Linked DNA regions of Mus musculus: region 1 is linked to region 2. Evidence: chromatin contacts called from public Hi-C data. All regions are on one chromosome and are shown on one strand. Each heading gives the region's core, a stretch centred on a gene start, on an enhancer-like site or on the middle of the called end of the contact. The rest is flanking DNA. Distances are from core to core; before and after follow the strand shown.

Region 1 (7,309 bases), core at 355-2,854, 160 kb before region 2:
TTGCTCAAGCTTCACCCAGTGTAGAATTCCAGTCCCCCTTTGCTGCCTTCAGATCAAGATATAGAACTCCCAGCTACTCCAGCAGCATGTCTGCCTGCACACTGCTATACTTCCTGTCACACTGATAATAGACTGAACTTCTGAACCTATAAGCCAGCCCCAGTTAAATGTTTCATGTGTAAGAGTCGTCTTGGTCAGGGTGTCTCTTCACAGCAATAAAACCCTAAGACACCATGAGAAAACAACATGACCAAGGCAACTTATAAACAAAAGGATTTAACTTGGGGCTCATGATTGAAGAGGGTTAGAGTTCTTGACCATCACAGTGGGGAAGCATAGCAGCAGGCATAGTAGGTCCTCCAGAAGAGAAGCCAGTGAACATAACTGCTGAGCCATCCATTGTTCCAGCCTGTGCTCCAATAAACTTCCCCCAATCCCTCTGACAATGTCTCGCTCTGAAGCCTTGGCTGGACTGGAACTCTCTATGTAGATTAAACTCGGAAATCTACCTACCTCTGTACCCTGGGTGCTGAGATTAAAGGCATGCACCACCACAGTCACTACAATGGTTTATTCTTAAGAAACACTCAAATTCTTTACCCTATATTATTTTATTTTCGAAGAATCTGCCTGATTCACTTGATGCATTTCAGCAAGTAATTCCAGACACCATCCTATGCAAGTATTTCATGTTGCTCTGGACAACTAGAGATTCGTTCAGTTATACTGCCATGGCAGACCTTCCAACATCCTAGCTCTGGGGTGCAACGTCACTGACATGGGGTTGGGGGGGAGGGGTGGGCAGGTATTGGGAGCTTCTACTCAGGGAATCAGAAAACCAGAAACCTAACCACAAGTTATAAACCAGAATAGTCTTGCAGGCTAATCCCAGAAGATCCTTACTTCATGTTCAAGGTTATCTGATTTAGGCGAGTACTGGCCCAAGTGGCCCCTGCCCAACAGCTATGGGTAGGTAGTAACAAGGAGGAAGACATTTTCTAGTAGATTCAAGAGAGCAGATGGGGCAGACAAGAGAGTGAGAGAGATGAGGGCCAGGAATATTTCTGATTTTTGTGTATATCAGTCCCATGCTGCACCATAATTTCCTCAGGGTCCAGGTGCTAAGTACATGTTCTGCCTGAGATGCATCCCACCGTCCTGTTCTAAGGGCTTTTAGTGAGTATGTATGTATTTGTGTGTGTGCACACGTGCATGTAACACATGCATAGGAGTAGATGGAAACAGTGGTGGGAGACTGGAGAGATGGCTCAGTGGTCAAGAGCAGCGGCTGCTTTCCAGAGGTTCTGAGTTGAATTCCCAGCACCCACATGGCAGCTCCCAACCATCTATAATGGGATCTGATGCTGCCTTCTGGTATACAGCTATGCATGCAGACAAAGTTCTAAAACAAGTAAATAAAGTAAAATAAGTAAATAAATCTTTATAAAAAAGAAGCAATGGTGAGAGATAGGGCACATTTACAAAGGTGGAAAAAATCAAGTACTGTTAACATTCAAAAAGAAACGCTGTTATTTATTATCTATCATTGGGGTTTTGTTTGGTTTTGTTTTTTATATAATCAAGTGACCCACCACTGCCACCTTCTGGGGATGTGTAGAATTGCAACTTGCCAGCCAGACCCTAGAACTGTACTCTAGCTTTTAAATCTCCCTCTCTCCCTTTCCCTTCTTTCTCTGTCTCTGTCACTGTCTCTCTCTCTCCCTGTCTCTCCCCCCTCCCTTTCCATCTGTCTTTCCTTCTTCCCTCTCTCCCCCTTTCTTCTTCCCTTTCCCTCTCCCCGTCCTCTCCCTTTCTCTTTTCCTCCCTCTCTCCTCTCTTCTTCCCTCTCCCTCCTCTTCCTCTCACTGTCTCTATTTCCACCTCCTCTCTCCTTCCTATGTTCAAAGAAAACTGTCAAATGACATTTAACAGTCACACTGAGAAGTACACTAGTTCTGGGGTAGGTACACCTTGATGAATCTTCATGACAGACACCTGTGTAAACACAGACACGCAAACAGCACCTAGCATGCCGACCCACTTCCCCCAGGCACTCTGTCTCCTCTGCCACCTGACTAGTTTGACTACTACCAGAATCACTTACTTTTTTATTTCAAAATTACTTCAAACAGTTTCTGAGTGAGGGCCCAAGGCTGTCCACACTGGTCCTTTTCCCACAATTGGCAGGTCTCCTGTAGAACAGCTGCACCAGGACTAAGACTCTGATAATGAATGTGTCTCAATCTCTGAAATTTATGCTACTAGATCCATCTAGACCCCAGCTTCTCCAAGTTACAGCCCAGCAGGCACTGTCTCAGACAGATGATTTAGTATAGGGATGATAAAACTTGGCATGGGAAAAGGGGTAGGAGCTGGAGAGATGGCTCAGTAATTAAGAGCACTGGTTGTCCCAGTGATTGCCAGCACCTATAAGACATCTTACTGTCTTTAACCCCAGTTCCAGGGATCCAATGCCTTCTTCTGGACCCTGGGGCACTGTACATATGTGGTGAACAGACATGCACACAGGCAAAACACCCACATAAGTAGAATGTTTTTAAAATTGCATGAGTTCCAGTGGCCTGGCTATGGTCCCCCAGGCTCCCCTGAGCCTCAGCAGCACTTCATTTCTGCAGACTTCTCTGAGCCAATGTGATTCTCCTAGAAAGGCAGATGTGGTCTACTAAGAATGAGAATGAGAGACTCTTGCATCCCAGTACTGTCTTCCAAGAGCAGGAGGGTGGCCCAGATTCTCCTGACCCCTTCAATTGCACCTTGGAGGCAGATTTTTTTTTTTTTTTTTATCAACAGTGAAATATAACCTGTGTAAGCAGGAAGACAAGTGCTGGAATCTTCACCGTTTCTAGGTTAGTCCAGGTTCCTCCTCTGTCCTACCTTTAAAGGGTGGAAAGAAGGAAGAGAGCAAGCAAGCTCAGGATATTCTAAGCATAGATTGACAGGTTACTTTTAGTGTTATTTATAATGAATACTGAAGCCCTGGACAGACAGCTGCCCACTCCTCTGACTGCACCAGGTGGCTGCTGATGCAGAACCAAGAAACCAAGTTGAGGCCTGCCCTCACCCAAAATTACCAGGATCCTCCCTGGGTCTCCTTTTTGCAGACTATATTCTGTAAATGGCTGCTTTTTAAAATTATTATGTAATCACTGCCAAAGTCTGGCTGGGTGTGGTGGTGCACACCATAAATAATCCCATGGCTGGCTGTGGTGGTGCACACTATAAATAATCCCAACACTGAGGGAGGAAGAACAAGAGTTCTAGGCTGGTCTGGGCCAGGTGGTGAGTACAGAAAAAAGGAAAACACATAAAATTACCATGAGACCATGACAGTAAAAGGACACAACCCACAACCAGCAAATCTGTTTTCACAGATACAAAATGCAAAATGGACTGAGTAGCAGATCCTGAACCACAAGCATTTTAACTAATTATCTGATGGGCCCAGTGATATCAATTTTTAGTGTTCTGATGCAGAAATGTTGTTCTCATACATCAAAGTCTCTGGGGGTAAGAAGCAGAAGGCCAGTTTCAGGACTCAGTTGCACCCAGCATGGTTTTCATACAGTAGAGTTCTAACCAGAGCTGGCAGAGTGGATAAGGGTGGAGCCTCCAGCACCCTCATTCTAACGAAGCTAAATCTCTGTCTGCTTTATGGAGAATCTGAAGGTTATAGACGTAGTTTTAGGTTGAGACAGGGCCAATCCTACTACCTTTGCCCTCTGAGTAGTGGGATTCCAGGCATGTACAAAAGTCAAACATTCTTATCTATCAAACCATTTAAAATAGGGCAGGCAAGATGACTAAGTGCCTGAAGATGCTCGAGGACCTCAGTTCAATCCCCGGGACCTACATGGTGGGAGGAGAGAACTGACACTGCAAGTTGTCTTCTGAACCCCAAAGAAAACAGACAAGCACAGGCCCACCCTCGTGCACACACACATAAACTAATACCTTCTCACTATGCAGCTCTCGAAGGCCTAGAACTCAAGAGATTTGCCTGCTTCTGTCCCAAGGTAGGGAAATATATATCTCTATCAATCAACCTATCTATCTATGTTGACCCAAGATTTCAATGTTAGGACTGACTCTTAAGATATACTTCCCTTTCTTGCTGAGAAATAAAACATCACTCTTTTAAAAAATAATAATATATTACAAAAATAAGTAAATGATTTAATCAATTATGACACACTATGCAGAAATAAAAAATGGGAAATATGTATGTTTTGATGGAGAAAACCATCAAAATTTCCACAAAGTCAAAAAAAATCAAAGACTCTATTCAAACCACCACAGTTATTTGTTAGCATTTGCCAGTAATACTGCTTTCTTTAGCTACTTCAATCAACAGCACACATATCTGCATACGCATTTCCTTTCTTCAGCCCTGTCAATGCCTTTTACATACCAAGTTTATTTCACTTTTCTATCAATTATATCATTTAAGTATTGTTTCTGCAGTTCTATGCTATGTTTATTTTCTTGTAACGGTATCCCATAAGCAATTCATAAGTTGATCATTAACAAATACTAAATATACTAATTTAAAATATTATGTGATTAATAATAAGTAATTCTTAAAATTTTATTTGATGTGTATGAATATTTTGCCTACATGAGTATCTGTGCACTCCATGTGTGCAGTGTGCACAGAGGCCAGAAGGGGGCACTGGATTTCCTGGAACTGCAGTTACAGGTGTTAGTCACCATGTGTGTCCACAGAATCAAACTGGGTCCTCTAGAAGAACAGCCATTGCTCAGAACTGCTGAGCCATCTCATCTCTCCAGCCCACGACAGCATGCTTTGCAATTTTAGATTTTAGTATAGAAATGGCCATCCGTTTATATATGAATTATATACTAGAAAGTGTTTTCCTTTAATTAGAAGATGGCAAGATAGGTCTTTTAAATATATATAAATAACATTCTCAAATAATGGTTAGAATAGTGGTACTGCATGGTAATTTCCTCCAAATTAAAACATTCTGTCCTGGCGGGAGACTCCTAAGACTCGGGAAGTAAATGAAACTTAATGGGGCTCAGGAAATAAATAACTCACAAGTCTTAAAAAGTTTCTGAAACTTAAATAATTCAGCAGGTCCCTCCCCAAGGTTATCTCGGCAATACTGATTGCTGGAGAGAAGAGACTTTAGCCTCCTGAGCTGTCTGCAGGTAATAGAGGAGAGCTCCAGGAAGATGCCTTTCCTGAGGCAACACCTCCCCACCCCACCACCCCACCCCACCCCCACCCGCTGAAGTGGGCTTTTCAGTGATGCATTTTTATGCAAGCTTAACACATTTTTTTCTTGTTCCATGTAAATATGTCGTATACCCAGAAGTGTTCCATACTACAAAATAACTAAAAACTCAAGAATTAAAAGCCAGTGACCCAGATAACTCACAAATGGACAACAAATGTTTCTCCAAAGAAGATGCCTAAGAGAAAAACTGTTTCTCGGGCTAGAGAGATGGCTCCAGGGTTGAGAGCAATGACTGCTCTTCTAGAGGTCCTGAGTTCAATTTCCAGCAACCACATGGTGGCTCACAACCATCTGTAATGGGATCTGATGCCCTCTTCTCGTGTGTCTGAAGAGAGCAACAATGGATTCACATACATAAATTAAATAAATAATCTTAAAAAAAAATCAAAGACACTGGGTAGCATATGTAACATCCACAAGTGAGCAGTCAGGCTGGGCACAGTTACATATGTAACATCCACAAGTGAGCAGTCAGGTTGGGCACAGTTACATATGTAACATCCACAAGTGAGCAGTCAGGCTGGGCACAGTTACTTGCCCATAACCCCAAGACTTAGGAGACAAAGACAAAAGTATCAGTTCTAGGTTACCATCAAGACATATTCATAGGGGGAGGATAAGAAAAATACTATGTTGTTCTGGAATATGAAAAGAAACAAAAGCCCAGATTACAGAGGGAAGGTGGGAAGCTGGAAGGGAGCTGTGCACTTCCTGTAGAGCTAGTAAGTACTTAGGTATTTAACAGGATGACCTGGGGTCATTCTGCTAACATTATGCATACAGGAGACTGTAATTTATTGTCCTAACAGAAAAATAACTAAAAAGGCAACACATGGTATAAAATACACTGCTTAAAATGTGTCATTGAGCTGGCAAAACCAAAGCAGAATAAAGAAACAACAAAAATCCCAGACACTCAGAAAGCACAGTTTATTTAGCCAGTTCTCTAAGTGATCTAGGGACTCCTGAGCGGAGACGGGATGGCGAAGACTAGATAGGACAGCTGGAGACCAAACCCTCCAGTACAGCAGGAGCCACTGAAGCCACGTAGGCATTAGGAAGCTGCTCACAGTTGGTTAGCACAGAAAAGCCATTAAACTTACATTCATTGACCATGGCGAAATAAGAAACTTTCCCGAAAATCTACACACATAAGCTGATCCTGTTACAGTTCTAGGACTGGAGCCATGCTGCTTGTCTGGTCACACAACCTCAGCTGGAGAATCTGAGGTGCTTGTGGATTGGTGCTCTCTCCAGCAACAGAGGGAAACTAACACAAACTGCCTGTCCCATAAACAAGCAAACATGACATATAAGCTCGGCTGACAATCATCGTCTCCTAAAAAACAATGAGCCATGGTTACGAGCAGCAAAAACAGTAACACGTTAGATCATACTGAGCTGAGACACAGGGTTAGCTGTCACACATAAATAAGTTATTCAATAAACTTTAGGAAATAGATAGGCTTGAAATACATTTATACTAAAAAGAAAGGGGGGTGCTAGAGAGATGGCTCAGTACTTAAGAGAGCTTACTGCTCTAGGACTTGGACTTGGCTACCAGCACCTACATGACAGCTCACAACTTCCTGTGCCTCATTCCAGATGATCTGAAATGGGTGGACTCCTCCACAGATGTGATGCAAATATACTCACAAAGGCACGATCACACATACACACACACACACACACACAGAGAGAGAGAGAGAGAGAGAGAGAGAGAGAGAGAGAGAGAGAGAGAGAGAGAGAGAGAAGTAAACAGAAGATGTGAAAGGTTAAATGAGAGATGCCTAATAAGCTGAATGGTCTAAATACAGTTAATCAAAGTTTCAAAAGAAGAAAATTGGAGAGTGGGATGAGGAAGGGACAGTTAAGAAGCCCTGTATCTGGGGTTGGAGAGAGGGCTCAGCAGTTAAGAGCACTGGCTGCTCTTCCAGAGATCCTGAGTTCAAGTCCCAGCAACCACATGGTGGCTCACAACCATTGCTAATGGGATCTGATGCCCTCTTCTTTTGTGCATGGAGACA
Region 2 (7,609 bases), core at 3,862-6,361:
AGAAGGGCACTGCCACATCCAGTCTATTTTATGTTTTACCTAGTAACGGAAGGAGTGATTACACAGATACTCAATTAAAACAGGAAACTTGTCATGTAACATACTCACACGGTTCTTCCTCCCAGCCCCATGCTCTCAAAAATGACTCAGACTCAAAATATTTTTTACAAATGCCTTGGCCATATAGTTAGGCTCTCCTCTGACTATATAATAACTAAAATAATCCAATTATTTTAACCTATTTTCTGCCACGTGGCTGATTACCTGTGCTCAGATCTCCTCACATCTTTCCCAGGTGGATCTTGCAGGACCCAGCTCTATCTCAGAATTATTTTTCTCCTGGATGTCCCACCTTCTACTTCCTGCCTAGGTCATAGGGCATAGGATTTTTAATTGACAGGTGATGCATCCATACAATACACAGGATATTCTTGCTACAATTCACTGCAGTCAAACCAATGGGAACATGTGCTGCCTGTGAAAACATATGACTATGAACAGAAAGGAAGACAAAAACAACTCGAATAAAAGATAAGGAAAGGAAGTTCAACTCAATTGCAAAAGAAAACTTCATAGGAGTCGGACCATGAAGCTGTCCAATAACACAAGAAATGCGCAAAATGCAAGAAAGCACACAAATAAGCAACTGTTTTACAAAAGAGTTGAAAAAACTTCTAGAACTTAATGGAAATTAAAATATTTATAAAAGATTTGCAAAGCCAGTAGAGGCAGCCAAAGATGGAATCAGTACATTCAAATACAGATCTGAAGAAATTACCCAGAACGTAGCTCAGAGAGACAAAAATCTAGAAACTTTGGCTCAGAAAATTCAAGTATAGAGTAAAAAGGTCTAATGTTGGTTAATCTGGGCTCTGTAAGCTGATGTTAGGATATGAAAAGGGTACTTAAAGGAATGATAGATGATTAGAAAGTTTAAAAATAATCTCAAACTGGGTGTACCTTAAGGTGGGTAGACACAGTAACTGCAGAACACTGAAGACAAATCTTGTAACTCGTCTGGCCTTCAGACATTACTACAGACATTGTAATCTGCAAAAGACAGATATATATATATATATATATATATATATATATATATATATATATATATATATATATATATATCTCAAAACCTCACAACGTTTTAAGAAAACATATGGTTTTATGTTGGGCCACATTCAAAGATTTCCTGGGTTACACAGAGCCCTCACCCACAGTTGGACATGCCTGTAAGGAATCTTTAAAGATACAAAGTCCCCTTAAAGAAACAATGTCTGACCTGAGGGTCAGAATGATGGTAGGAATAATGTGTCAGTATAGCAAAGATGTATTTCTGAGTAGTTTAAACAAAATTTTTCAGAAATGTAAATGTTGCTAAAATGTACCACCAATATATCCTCACTAATAAGAGGGCCATGGAAAGCAGTGTCCCAGAGCCAGAGTTTGGGATGGAAGGAAGAATATATTACCTTACAGGGGAAGGGGATCTTATTCTCTGCCCCATTCCACCCCTCTGAATCATTACCACTACCTCCTTTTGCCAAAGAATAAAATACCTACTCATCCATGAATCCTTTCTGTCCTGACCGCTGCCCTAGATCTCTACCTAGAAGCAGTGCAGCTTTCCTCGGAGCCTGCATGGAACGTTCTACAGGCTTCCAGTACATTGTGCTTTAGTTACGCATCTGTTTTTCCTTCTTGCACTGTATGCTCCATCAGGTAAGAGTTTGCTGTTGATATCTATATCCTAGAGGTAAGCAATCAACACTGAAAATGATCACTGCTTGTAATGAGAGTTTTACGTCAATAAACTTATTATTCTATTCTCTAGGAAAGAAAAAATTAAAAGGGATTTTGAAAAAGGGACAGAGAGAACAATAGTCTTAAATACTGCAGGTAAAAATAGCAATTACCATGGGAACCCTGGAGACGGTTCCATATTGGAATTAACTAATACGAGACAGGTGCATGCCTAGGGCAAGCACCAAGCCCATGTTTAAGTAACTGGGTTTATAACAGCAAGGCTAGACCAACCTCTTTCCCCTTTTGTTTTCTTCCTATTGTTCAAAGATTAATTTATATAACTGTTATGTAGCTGAGACCTGTGGCTTGCTCCTAAAACCTCTAAAGAACAGGTGACTCCCTTCCTGGTCCAAGCTGGGAGGCCTGAAGGGCACAGTGAAACAGACTGGTTGAAAACACAGACTCAAGTCAGGTCCTGAGCCAAGCTGGGACAACAGCAGGAAGAATGAGGCATTCTTGTGAGGATAGACCTCATTCACAAGCTGGGTCCCCAGGGCAAAGTCCTGCTATCTGGGGAGGAGCCTCACACTGAGGGCATCGCAGAGACCCACCCGCCACAGCTGTCCTGCTGTGTGCCAGGGTACAATAGTACCTCTTTGCAAGTGTCCAATGTCTGTACACAAGTAGGGAATTAGGCTAGAGGGTCCCCGTGGACTGGAGGGAAAGGCCCAAAAATCTACACAGGGAATTTAGTGAGACATGGAGGTTCTATTATGACCAGAGCTAAATAGTCACTATAATACCAAGTGCATGGTCTAAAACTAGAATGGCTACAATTTAGGGCAAGTAAATATTCCAACATTTCCTTGATCTTGTTGTTGTGCAATCCTAAATGGTTTACATAGAAGACTGTTGCTTTTAAAGAATAAAAAGAGTGGTATAAATGAAGAATCTAACTCTGCAGGAAACAGGCAAAAGATGGGACATTGGGAGCTTCTAGAAGGGGCTGCCCCTGGGGGATAAAACTAAGCCCAGAAGAGGAGGAGCAGCAGAGGGCTTTTGGTTTTCCCAGTAGCTCAGTTTTGTCCTGACCAAGTGTATATTTTTCTTTAACATAACAATAATTATTATGAAAATTGTTTATAACAAAACTAAATGCTGTGCTCATTAGCCGGGTCGATTGAGTCAGGTGCTGAGTAGGGAAAGGGGAAGTGGTTTGCACAGAGGTAGACGACAGGTACCTATAGAGTTAAAGCCAAGAAGAGTATAAAAACTAAATCTATGACCTTATGGAGCTCATGGTTCTTTTTTCTTGTATGTATGTATGTATGTATGTATGTATGTATGTATGTATGTATGTATGTTTGTGTGTGTGTATGTATGTAAGTATGTATACATGCACGAATGTGTGTATGTGTCTCTGAGTAGTGCATGCATGTGTGTGGGTGTTTGGTATGTGTGTGTGTGTGTCTGTATCATGTTTGAGGTGTGTGTGTGTGTGGTATGCATATGAGTGTCTGTGTGTGGTGCTTACATGCTGTATGTGGTGTGTGTGTGTGAGTTTATATGTATCATGTTTGGTGTGTGTGTGTGTGTGTGTATGTGTGCATGTATGTTTGTGTGGCATATGTATCTGTGTATCTGTGAAGGCCAGAAGCCAACATCAGATATCTTCCTCAATCACAGTACCCCTTGTTTTTTTGAGACAGGGTCTCTTCCCTGAACCTGGATTTTGCTGATTTAGCAGGACTGGCTGGCCAGCAAGCTCCATGAATCCACGTGTCTCCACATCCCCATCACTGGAGTCTTACATATATCTACCTCGTGCTTGGTTTATATGAAGGTGGTAGGACTTAGAACCTCATGCTGTGCAGTTGACTCACTGAGCCATCTCCCCAGCCACCACTGTGGGCTTTTAAAATCTCTACAAACATACATTCATCTTTGTTGTTGCTGCTGCTTTTTTTACACATGACAGAAATTTTTGTCCTTTAGAATAGAGGGAAATGAATTGATTTCCACAATTTTTATTTTATCTGAAGTCTAGGTATCAGATGTGGAGTTTTAACCACTGAGTTTCAGACCCAGGATTTCAAACAGCTCCCACTCAAGGAATCCCAAGGAAAGTCAAACCCTGAATCCCAAATACCCTTTGAATTCTGGAGTGGATGAGGAAAATCGCCTAGTTTAAGTATGGGTCCTGCAGGGTACTTTTATGGTCTAGATCATGCCAACCCTTGTTCAGTAGATGGGCTTAGACCCCCTTCATTGAACTTATGTGAAAATGTGAGCTAGAGAAGAGTGGTCCCCAAGGGTAACAACTAGGTAGTTTCTCCAAGGGTCTTGGATCATTCATTGGTGACTATCAGGTGACTCAATTCCTATAGCCAGGAAGAGATCTGGAAGGAAATGTTTGAGTATGGAGGGAAGTGTGAGTTCACATATTAAATAATTTACACAAACCAAGAGATAACTTGTGACCATGACCATCCTTAGACACTCATCTCCTAGGTCAGTTGTCATAAAACTCTACTTTGTTCAACATTTCACCAACAAGTGTCATAATCCACTAAATGTATTTCTGCAGAAAGTGGAGATTTCAAAGGTGTCAACAGCTTTACAAATACTCAGCCATAGAAGAAAATCTCATTCCATCTTCCCAGATGCCCTGGTACTGGAGAGATAGCTCAGAGGTTAAGAGCACTAGCTGTTCTTCCAGAGGACCTGGATTCAATTGCCAGCACCCACATGAAATCCCAGACCATCTATAATTCTATAGCCAGGGGATCCTATTCTGGCTACTGTGGGCACTGCACACATATGGAACACAGATATATAAGAAGGTGAAATATCTGTACACATTTTAAAAAATTAAAAATTTTACAAGACTAGCCAGGCCTTGAAGAGGCAAGAACCCAGGACTTTCTGTCATGATTATTTATTTATTTATGTATTTATTTATTTATTTATTTATTGTTTATTGATTTCACTGCAAGGGGATAGCAGATTGGGTGATAACTTGTAGTCTTGTCTAGTTTTTTTAAAATCAGTTTTATTTAGATATAACTTACACAAATAAAACTTATCTCTTCAACTCTTACAATTTAATAATACTTGGTAGAACACCCAAAACATTACTTCTAAAGCAGAGGCCAAAAGACAATGATTACAAGACATTGCTGTCTGTCCGTCTTTGTGGGTAGAAGCCTAGACTGTCAGACGGGCTGTGCAATGACACCTCCCCCCTCACCAAAATCACCGAGTGAGTCAGCAGCAGAATGCTTCCTCAAACAAACATACTGACCCCTGGCTCGGTTGTTCTACTCCTGTGCATGCTGAGGCAGGCCTGCTGGGTGGCAGGTGTGGTTTGGCCTGGCCAGCCTAAGCTTCTCTGGCTGACAGTGAGAAGCAAACAGAGCCAGCTTCCCCTGTGGCTGGCTTCTAAGGCTCTCTCTAGACAGTGATAAAAACATTTAGGCCTTCCTGCTTACTGCTCTGGGAGGGCAGCCATCTCGTTCCATCTGATACTGTCACTTTTCCTTAGATGAACTCCCTAATGCCCCCACACCTCAGTTTCTCTATAAAACATCAAGTGGTCACTGTCCTGGAGGAAGGTTGTAAAAAGTAAATAAAGTATCTATACAATGATTATGTCCATGTAGAGCAGGTACTCAGGGGATGTTAGCTACAGAACAGAACCCCAAATGTGTGCTATGACATGTAAATAATCAAAAAGTATGGCAAGATGGTGGAAACAGTGAGGGGAGGGTCAAGCAATAGTGTAGCTCCTTAAAGGAGAGGGACAGGCAACAGTGTAGCTTCTTAAAGGGAGGGTCAGGCAACAGTGTAGCTTCTTAAAGGGAGGGTCAGGCAACAGTGTAGCTTCTTAAAGGGAGGGTCAGGCAACAGTGTAGCTTCTTAAAGGGAGGGTCAGGCAACAGTGTAGCTTCTTAAAGGGAGGGTCAGGCAACAGTGTAGCTTCTTAAAGGGAGGGTCAGGCAACAGTGTAGCTTCTTAAAGGGAGGGTCAGGCAACAGTGTAGCTTCTTAAAGGGAGGGTCAGGCAACAGTGTAGCTCCTTGGAAGGAAGGATAAGGCAACAGTGCAGCTTCTTGGAGGGCACCGGAGCTGTCAAAGAAGAACAACTCTGAAAACTGCTAAGTACCTTAGAAGAATACTCAAGACAGTAAAAACCAAGACCTACACTTGTTAAATTATGCCCCTGACTGATTAAAAACAGAAACACATTCAAAGTGGTCTTGTGTCAGGATTTTGAATTATTCTGAAACTTCTCTAATGGATTTTATCTTTATGGGTCACTTGCCACACCAAACCAGAAAACAGGTTGAAGGAGGCTCTGACCCTGATACCTGACATGGCACCAGGAATTGTGGGGACACATTACATCTGCAGTCAGAAGGAAGAGATGACTTGGTCCTTAGCTCCCTTTCTCCTTTTTTATCCAACGCAGAGTCCCCACTCCATAGGATGCTGCTGCCCACATCCAGAATGAGCCTTTCTACATCAAGTAGCCTAATCTAGGAAAATCTTCACGGACATGGTTAGAGGTCTGTCTGCTAGGTGATCCTAGATCCTGTCACACTGACAAACAATATTAATAATCATAAGGAGCTACCTTGTGATATATTTTTAAGTCCCGTTGAAGCTCAAAGGCATGGAATGATAAAATCAAGTCATGAGGTCTACTTTACTGCTATACTGTATCTAGATTCATTAGCCTATGGCTCTTACTATTACTATTGTTAGTGTTGTGTTAAAATGAATCTTGCTGCACCAGGGAGCACAAGCCTTTTATCCCACCACTTGGGAGGCAGAGGCAGGAAGATCTCTGAATTCCAGGCCAGCCTGGTCTACAGAGTGAGTTCCAGGATAGCCAGGGCTATGCAGAGAAACCTTGTCTGGAAAAACAAAATAAAGCAAACTAAACAAGCAAACACTTTTGCTATGTAGACCCAGACTAGTCTTGAACTCATTATTTTTCTGCCCCAGCCTCTTTACTATGAGATTACAAATATGAGCTACTACTCCCATCTCTATATTTATTATTTTTAAAATAAAGGTGTAATTGGCACTCATCAAAGTGAAAATCCTAGGTTTTCCAGCTTGATGGATGTTGGCAAATATTTACACCCCAGAGCCATCACCCAAAATTTACTATAGAAAAATTTCAGCATCATAGCTCCTCCCAGACACCAGCCCCACCCTCAACCACATTTGAATTACTTTTGTTACTGTTGCAGATTGCATAGAAGTGCATATAGACCCTTTCTTGGCTCTCTAGAATACCTGTGAGTGTCATTCATGGGTTTCATATACTATAGCTTTAGTATAATGGGTTGAAAGTTTTTTATTATATGGAAATTCATCAGTTTTTTTCTATTAATGGGCACTTGGGTGGTCTTCAAGTTTATTATTGGAGATAACATTGCCTATGAACATTAATGCACAAGCCATCTTGTGGGCATGTGTTTTCATTCTCTTGCATGAACATCTGAGAACAGAACCGCTGGGTCATTGTGGAAATGTGTGCATGTTTAATTTTATAAGAAACAGCCCATTCCCAAGATGCCTGTGCTATGCTGTGCTCCAATCAACAGGTGCTCTGTGTGTCTGCCATCTTTCTGATCTTAACCATCTGTCTTAGTTAGGGTTACTATTGCTATGATGAAACACCATGACGAAAATCAAGTTGTGGGGGAAAGGGTTTATTTGGCTTACACGTCTAGATTGTAGTCCATCATTGAAGAAAGTCAGGCTAGGAAGCCAAACAGGACAGGAATCTGGAGGCAGGATCTGATACAGAGGACATGGAGGGGTGTTGCTTCCTGACTTGCTCCTTGTGACTT

The links. Hi-C and Micro-C count contacts between places; a contact is called where the count stands out from the background.
Region 1: a Hi-C map of bone marrow-derived macrophages shows a contact between it and region 2, with 31 read pairs. The contact joins two enhancer-like sites. A contact is called at or near these places in 7 of 484 Hi-C or Micro-C datasets (B cells, the Ba/F3 cell line, the G1E-ER4 cell line and 4 more), 1 of 115 datasets of contacts at active chromatin or transcription factors (T-cell acute lymphoblastic leukemia) and 2 of 9 other capture datasets (adipose tissue and pancreatic islet).

The regions. Positions count from the first base shown.
Region 1 is chr9:123,444,681-123,451,989 of GRCm38.p6, reverse strand. All of the region lies in intron 14 of Lars2 (leucyl-tRNA synthetase, mitochondrial), which reads right to left. Among named protein-coding and RNA genes, the nearest start is that of Gm40586, 16 kb to the left of the region's middle. Within about 2 kb of position 1,604, at least 10 of the 459 cell types and tissues checked have an H3K27ac peak or open chromatin away from gene starts, as enhancers often do. A contact at or near this core is called in bone marrow-derived macrophages, where this site is marked.
Region 2 is chr9:123,283,268-123,290,876 of GRCm38.p6, reverse strand. No RefSeq gene overlaps it. Among named protein-coding and RNA genes, the nearest start is that of Tmem158, 26 kb to the right of the region's middle. Within about 2 kb of position 5,111, at least 63 of the 459 cell types and tissues checked have an H3K27ac peak or open chromatin away from gene starts, as enhancers often do. A contact at or near this core is called in bone marrow-derived macrophages, where this site is marked.